2 separate regions of the Anas platyrhynchos genome follow, and region 1 is linked to region 2. A link is a contact called in public Hi-C data. All regions are on one chromosome and are shown on one strand. The core of a region is the stretch at or near the end of the contact, and the rest is flanking DNA. Distances in the headings are between cores, read along the strand shown.

The links. A called contact is a pair of places that touch in the nucleus more often than the background predicts.
Region 1: a contact with region 2 is called in a Hi-C map of subcutaneous adipose tissue, with 4 times the contacts expected there. The contact joins two enhancer-like sites. A contact is called at or near these places in 3 of 8 Hi-C or Micro-C datasets (skeletal muscle, small yellow follicle and subcutaneous adipose tissue).

The regions. Positions count from the first base shown.
Region 1 is chr1:142,810,378-142,813,857 of IASCAAS_PekinDuck_T2T, forward strand. No RefSeq gene overlaps it. Among named protein-coding and RNA genes, the nearest start is that of ECRG4, 54 kb to the right of the region's middle. Within about 2 kb of position 1,939, at least 1 of the 8 cell types and tissues checked has an H3K27ac peak or open chromatin away from gene starts, as enhancers often do. A contact at or near this core is called in subcutaneous adipose tissue, where this site is marked.
Region 2 is chr1:142,678,398-142,682,093 of IASCAAS_PekinDuck_T2T, forward strand. LOC113839965 (a long non-coding RNA gene) reads left to right here. Exons shown (of 3, transcript XR_011805892.1): 3 at 1-2,935. Among named protein-coding and RNA genes, the nearest start is that of NCK2, 47 kb to the right of the region's middle. Within about 2 kb of position 1,559, at least 4 of the 8 cell types and tissues checked have an H3K27ac peak or open chromatin away from gene starts, as enhancers often do. A contact at or near this core is called in subcutaneous adipose tissue, where this site is marked.

The DNA.
Region 1 (3,480 bases), core at 689-3,188, 130 kb after region 2:
TCATTCTTTCTGTGACAAGTCTGTTCATAGCTTTAATGAAAACTGCAAGAGGGAGATGTTTTCTAGTACATTTTCTCGATTAAAACACGTTCCTTACAGATTTTATATTTCAGCCAGTAATGTTATGTGCACAGCTGCAGCATAGGCAGAGCAGACACCGGTCTGCTGTGGTGCAAACCATGCCATTGCCAGGAGGCTGCCCTGGTACCTCTGGGAGTGCCATCACCCTCTTGCTCAGCCCTGGCAGGCAGGTACAATTTGTCAAGTTCTACATGCATATTATTTTACCCAATGCTCTTGAAATCTTGTTGCTGTAAGATTATCCAAATTAACAACTGTAGTTTTCTGTATGTGTCTTAACTATAAAAAATGGACACTGAAACTCCTGCTTGGTCCAGCCTCGTGAAGGAAAGCAGAGATTCAGGGCAGCCCAGAACAGCCGTGTGTTATTCTGGCAAGCACTACCTATGGCCATGTTCTGGGAACAGAGCAGCTTTCCTTGGGGAGCTGGGGAGAAGCGCAAGTTGTTTACAGTCTGCTTGCAGAAGGACAGCACAGTGGCTTCCTTCTGAATCTTCACAAGTGAATTCTGCAGAGAAGGTAGTTTTTTTTGCTATCTAACATCTAGTTCTTTATTTAGGTAAATCTAAGCGTGTACCTTGAGCATGGCAGTGATGTTATGAAAGTCAATTATACACTTGCTATGTTGTTGGTTTTTAAACAAACAAAAAATCCACTTTTTTTTTGTAGCTTCTTTATACAAGCTCTGGTAGTTCCTAACTCCTTTCTAGTCTTGCTAACTTAGAACTAAATCAAATAGACTTCCAAGTGAAGCTTTTAGCATATGCTTTATGCTTTGAGGGTTTTTTAATCTTGTTGAATTTTGTTTGTTTTTTTTCACCTGGTGCCTTGTGAAGAGCTTCTGTGTATAGAGGTGCAAATTGTTGAAGTATTTTGTTTTGGAAGCAGTTAGTTAATTTATGACCCAGCACTGTGAACGACTAGCTTGAATTATTATTTTTTTTTGAAACAAGCTTCATCTTGTTTTTGCCCACGCTGTATTTAATCAGCATGCTGTCTATTCAGCGAGCTCATTAATAGGTCTTCAGTCGTTCCCAGTCTTTGCTAATTAAGATAGGTTTCTGCAAGTTTTGCTGCCTTTTTGACCTCATTCGCTGGATTGGGCCTTAAGCATTAAAAATCTTCAGTGGTAACAGCTTAATAAAGGTGTAGTATGATGTGGATTTTTTCCCCCCTCATTTTCTACCTCCCTTTCTTATCTTTTGACAAAACTGCACTCCTGGTTTTTGACTACTTAAAGCCTCTTTGCCAAAACTTAGGGCCTGGTTTTGGTAGATTATAGGAATTGTGGTTACCTGAGTTTCTTCAACTGCAGTTTTCATTAAAGGCTCAAATAATTTCTGACGACAAAAAAAATGGTCAAATCCTGTCACCTCTGAACTTGCACATCCTTGCTCTTCAATTCTGTAGCACTCTTTTCCTAAGGATGTTATATTTAAAGGATGCTGTGGTTACTGTTCTTGCTAAATATCTTAGTCCTTGGTCTAAGCTTTTATGCTGTCGAGTCTTACAAAAGTATGTGTATACACAAAGTTTCCAGATGGGTGTGGAGTAGGGCCTGGCTATCACCAGTGCTTTGTTTTATTTTTGGAGGGAAGACAAAGAGATGTTTTGCTTCCGTTTTCTGGCCATTTTGGAGCCGTGTGTGTAGCTCAGAGCTGGTGCTGGTTGTCAAAGTGCCTCCGCTGCCATGCTGCTGTTACCGATGGTGGTATTTGGCCAAAGAGCTGGGAGAGTTTCAGGATTTACCCTGTTTTGCAGATGAATGCACACAAGCTTCTCCTTAGACCCCAAGCCAGGCAGTTTCCAGCCAGCTCCAAACTGGAAGAAGCGTGAGCCTGGAGCACGCCGCTGAGTCTCAGCCCACAAGGCTGAGAAGTACAGCAGAAACTGTTTTAAGACAGCTCTGCAGCTTTCAGCTGATTTAGGGTGTGTCAGCAAAATACGACACAGTTCGGTTCCAGATAGCCACGGCTGACCTGATTCAGTTCTGAGGTAGTCACACAGCAGTTGCAGGCAGATTACTGAAGGATTAAGCGAAGGAGGAACCAAGAGCATGCCAGGTAAACTGACTTTGGTCCCACTGTACTGTAAAAGCAAAGGGTTTGCTTAGCCTTCCCTTTTGGGAGAGAAGAGGTGGTTGGGTAATTAACATGAATATGGACTGTATGAATGGACTATAAAGTCATGGTCTTTAATAATTCTATTTAGTGTTTTCTCAGATTTATTTATCTTACAAATTTGTCTGGAATTTTAGGTTTACAGCTGTCCTTCCAAGCCTTTATTGTAGCTTTCCTGTATTGTAAAGCTCACTGCCTGGTTTAATGGTTTCACCAAGGGCAAATTGAGATCTACACTTAAATGATGAGTTTTGGTATATCAAAGCTGAAACATTATAAAACCACTGTACAATTTTTCTTAAAAAAAAAAAGACCAGGTTTTGCCTAAATTCTAAATAAATAAAACCAGAAAAGGGACCACGCTTCTTTTGGGATTAAGTCTGGCATTTTGCTTGGCAAAACCTGCTAAGTAATTGGAAGGACATTTGTTTCTTCTTGGTCTTAAACAAGTTCAGTTCAGTAATTTGGAAGTAAGAGAAACCTGTGCAATCTCTCCGGAGTCTGAATCTGATGAGTTCTGTGTTCTTACTCCAGGAGGGTAGGCTGACTCATTTTTAAATGGAAACTTGTTAACACATTCATCCTGATAAGCTGTGAAAGATAAATTGCTGAAGTAACTCTCAGCTCTTGAAAATTGCACTGTGAGCCTTCCTACTCCTTTCTCTTCAGTCCTAACAAAGTGTGCTGCTGGTTTTTAAGTGGAAAAGTGTAGAGCACCAAGAGCGCAGGATGCACAGGCCTTGGTAGCACTATAGATCACCTGGACCACATGAATAAAGGGTCTCGGGATGAAAGGAAGATTGTCTGCTATTGTCTGGTTTAGTTGGGTATTCATATCTGCAGCAGTTGGATATAATATATAAATACAGAGAATGTTTATGGACCAGAAATGACCTAATGTGGAAGATTATAGCCTAAGCCATATTATATAGAGGTTATATTTTCTGGTCCTTTGCTGCTTTAACGTTTTAAAACACCAGTTTCTCTTCCATGTTTTCTTGATGCTTCTTTTTATTTTCATAAAACAGATTTTTGTCTCCTCTGTTGTTTGAGGTACCTACCCAAGCTCCTATGCAGAAGCTGACTAAGAGAAGTGGCATTTAACCGTTCACATATTAGACAAGTTTTTCTTTGCTTTTTCTTTCCTATGTGGTAATACTAAGTGGTTTAGGAGTGGGAGGTTTAAAAGAAAAAAAGGTCTTTAAATTGACAGATTATCTTCAGTAGTGGGAGTCCACAGTTATGAGGAAAAAGTTACAGGTAAGAAATGTTCTCTTCT
Region 2 (3,696 bases), core at 309-2,808:
GAAAGAAAGGGTCAAGGTTGGTAAAACAAAATGGTATTATTTTATTTGTATTTTTTTAAATTCAGGAAGTGTCAAGCCAAGCAACTGTGTGGCAGAGAAAGTACCTGGCTCTGCTGTAAAGCAGAGCCATGTCCTGGCTGGAGTTCTGCGCACTGTCATTTACTGGTGGCCAGGATTAGTCATCTCCTGCGAGGGATACACTTGAGGAGAGGGAAATAGCATTAGACAAAGAAAGAATGACACTAATGAGGCAGAATGTCCCAATTCCCTCTATGGTTCTACAGCTCTACAACACACGTACTTTCAATATAAGTATAAAGGAGCAATTATATTCATATTTTGAAAAACAAGTTGCTCTGAGAAAACTCCATAGTCTGTTTTTACTGAGACATAAGGTTCTTGAATAAAATGAGGTTTATTTTTCAGAACTGGTAAAACACATTTCTGAGCAATGACTAAAAGTGTGCTTCATCTTGCAGTGAGTTATTACTTACCCCTCTGAAAGAGAAGTTTATTACAGAAATCCTGACAGCTCATTAACCACCTTCCTAAAGAACTGTTGTGCGGTAATAAAACTCGCATCACTCCATCTTCACAGCAAAAGGAAAGATAAAATGAGCAGAATGTTTGCATATTGCCTTCGATCAGCAATCACAAAACAAAACAAAACAAAAGAAAATAAAAAAAAACAGGTCCCCCAAAACCCAGCTTTGTGCCGTAGTGGAGTTGTGATAGGACCAGGGAAATGAATGCCTTCTGCAGAGAAAGGCCACCCCACCAGGGCTCCTCCTTACTTGCCTCGCTGAGGACCAGGTGCTGGAGTCAGCTCCAGCTATTATTATGCATTTTATCTGACCTTGGTGGGAAGGTGCCAAGGAGCACTTGTTGCAGGAATCAGGTTTGATTCATGTAGCACTCGGCCACCTCCTTCAAGGTCTTCTCAACCATTCCCATCGACTAGGATTTCATCCTTCCTCTTTCTAGGGGGCTGTTGGTGTGCAGATAGGCACAAGTCCATCTTCTGCTGCCATAAAGCAGCTGTTTTTATTTTCTTTATTTTTCTTTCTTTCTGATAACCTTCGAGATCATCAGGTCCAACAGTCTACCTGACCTACTGAGTCCCATCACTACACCTGACAGCTTCCCCTTTTTTTGAACCTGTTCCTAAAAATCTAACATAAAAGAAGCTCAGCAGTTTCTGCAGGTTCTAGGATTTAGCTACACCTTTGCTGATGCAAATCAGGCCAATTATCTTGCATTCTTCGCTTAGCAGACAGAGGAAGTCTGATCTTCCTCGTTTTTATTATAACCTTTGATGAGCTGGGTGACTGGTTCCTGCCCTCCCTCACCCCCTGTCCTCCAATCTTCTCCAGAATAAGCACAGCAAAATCCCTGAATTTATGCACAAGTAATATAACTCTCCTATCATATTTCATTTTCTCCTTAGGCCTCTCTGCAGCTTGTCATTATCTGTCTTTAAAGTGTGGTTATCAGCCCTGGCCAGAGGAACACCCTAGCCGAGGCCTTATCATTATGAATCAGAGCATGTTAAATAGTTCCGATGCCTTGCACATGACATCCCTGCCAGAAGATCCAAGAATGGGAGTTGCCTTTTCTGCAGCAACATCACACACACATTTTTAGTTTGTGAATCACAGCAACTGCCAAATTCTTTTCCACTGCACTGCTGACTTACTGTTAGCTCTCCATTGTGTATTTCTGTATTTGAATCTAATGGCTAAAGGAAGAATTTTGCATTTCTATTTACTGAGACCTTACAAGCCTTGAGTTACTTCCCCAGCCTGTCAAGATCATTTTAAATGTTATCCCTGTCCTCAGAAGTATCTACATTATTTTCCAGCTTTCTGTCACTTACGAACAACAGAAAAATATTTTCTGTTCCATCTGGCAAATTGCCTAACAAGACCAAATCTAAGGTAAATCTCCACTGAATATTATTTGAAATGCATCCCAATTTGACAAATAAATAAATAAATAAATAAAACTCTGCATGTGTTTTTCCCTCAGTGTTTTTCTCTCAGTCCACCTATGAGCTAGGTGTCTAAACATCTGTCACAGCCAGTGGAGGCTGGAGACCAATTTTGCTCATCCTTGAGTAAGCACAACATGGTCAGGCATGGTCAGGTAAATTCATCCCTAGGCTCCCTTGGCTGCATTGGCTAATTGCTCTGGTTGCCCAGAAGTACTCGTACCATGATGCCCTCACAGCAGTCTTACAAGGCTGACAGGTCGGACGCAGGATGTATGGGAGGTCCACCCGGCTTTGAAGTGGTAGTTGAAGGTCAGCCAGGAGACATGCAGGTGGCACAAGACACTTTTATGTGGGCAACTGCAGTGAGCCCTAAATGTCACTGCAAAGGAAACATAGAAAGCTATCTTATGTGTGGACACCTCCACAATAAAAAGAGAAATCTCTCTGTATGAACCACAAATCTGATGCTGCATCTTGTCCTACCTATCTTCATTTTTGCTTAGGGGAATGCCATAACGAGCAGTCTGAAAAGCTGTATGAAAATCAAAGCAAATCAAGTTTTTTATCACTTAGGCCAATTATTTTCTCAAAGACTGGAATTAGATTGGGTTTACATCATTCCTTTCGATAACTCCACAATCTCTGGTTTTCAATCACCATATTATGCATTAGGTGCTTCTGTGGTGTTCAGTTAACTAGCTGTAAGCATCGAAGTTATATTCCCTGAACTCTTGTTTTTAGGAGTCTTCCAAACCTGTTAAAAAACATGCACCGTATTTGCCATTCTACATTTCTCTCAGCCGTCTATAAAGTCTTGAAAATAATTGTTAGAGACTTGAAAATTGCTTCAGCTAGCCCTCCAAGTTTTCCAGTGTGTGTTTCTCTGGGTGTTACCAATATGAACACCTCTATTTACCTAAATGCTGTTTAATCTCTTCTTTTGCACGTTCATCCTGATTTTTCTCCCCATTATTGAAATTAATTGTGGTAAGAATCTAGGTCCAGTTAACCTTTTTTTTTTTTTTGTGAGGACTGAGGCTGCTGAATACTTTGTCCACTGTTGCTCTTCTCCCTTGTGAGATGTCGGACCTGTGCTTTCCTTTGTCTTCCTCTTGTTCTCCTGTATTCCTTGGTGTCCTCCCTGCTCCTTGCTGTTTGAAACATATTTTACAACTTGTTTGTTCTCAATTCAATATTATATATTATGGATGTGACGCCTAGTGGAGAAAGATTGTTCTTTCTTACTGAGGACCAGATGCTGGAGTCAGTTGCTATCAATATTTTTTGACAACAGTATGAAAGCCAGTGATGGCATTTTTTTTTTTTGTCTTTGGTGTACCAGTGCTACATTGCTGCTTGATTACTTCAGCAATATATGCAAAATGTATTTGAAATGGTGCGTGGATACTTTTTCTGCAGGATGTTTTGAAATGGCCTTTATGTAGCAATGGGCTTTATGAGGCAAAATTGAAAGATACAGGCAATACCCCTGGTATAATCATCCTTAGTCTTGCATCCTTGCTCCCAGCATCTGCTTTCAGGTCATTGAGATAATTTTGTTATCATGTTTTCTTTAGTACTCACCTCAAATATCAATCTAGTGATTAAAGATAGCTATTAAACAAGGTCATGTTGGAAAAATTATATGAGTTTTTTTTGGTTGTTTTTGTTTAGAAAATTCTCGTTAACTCCAAAAGTTTATT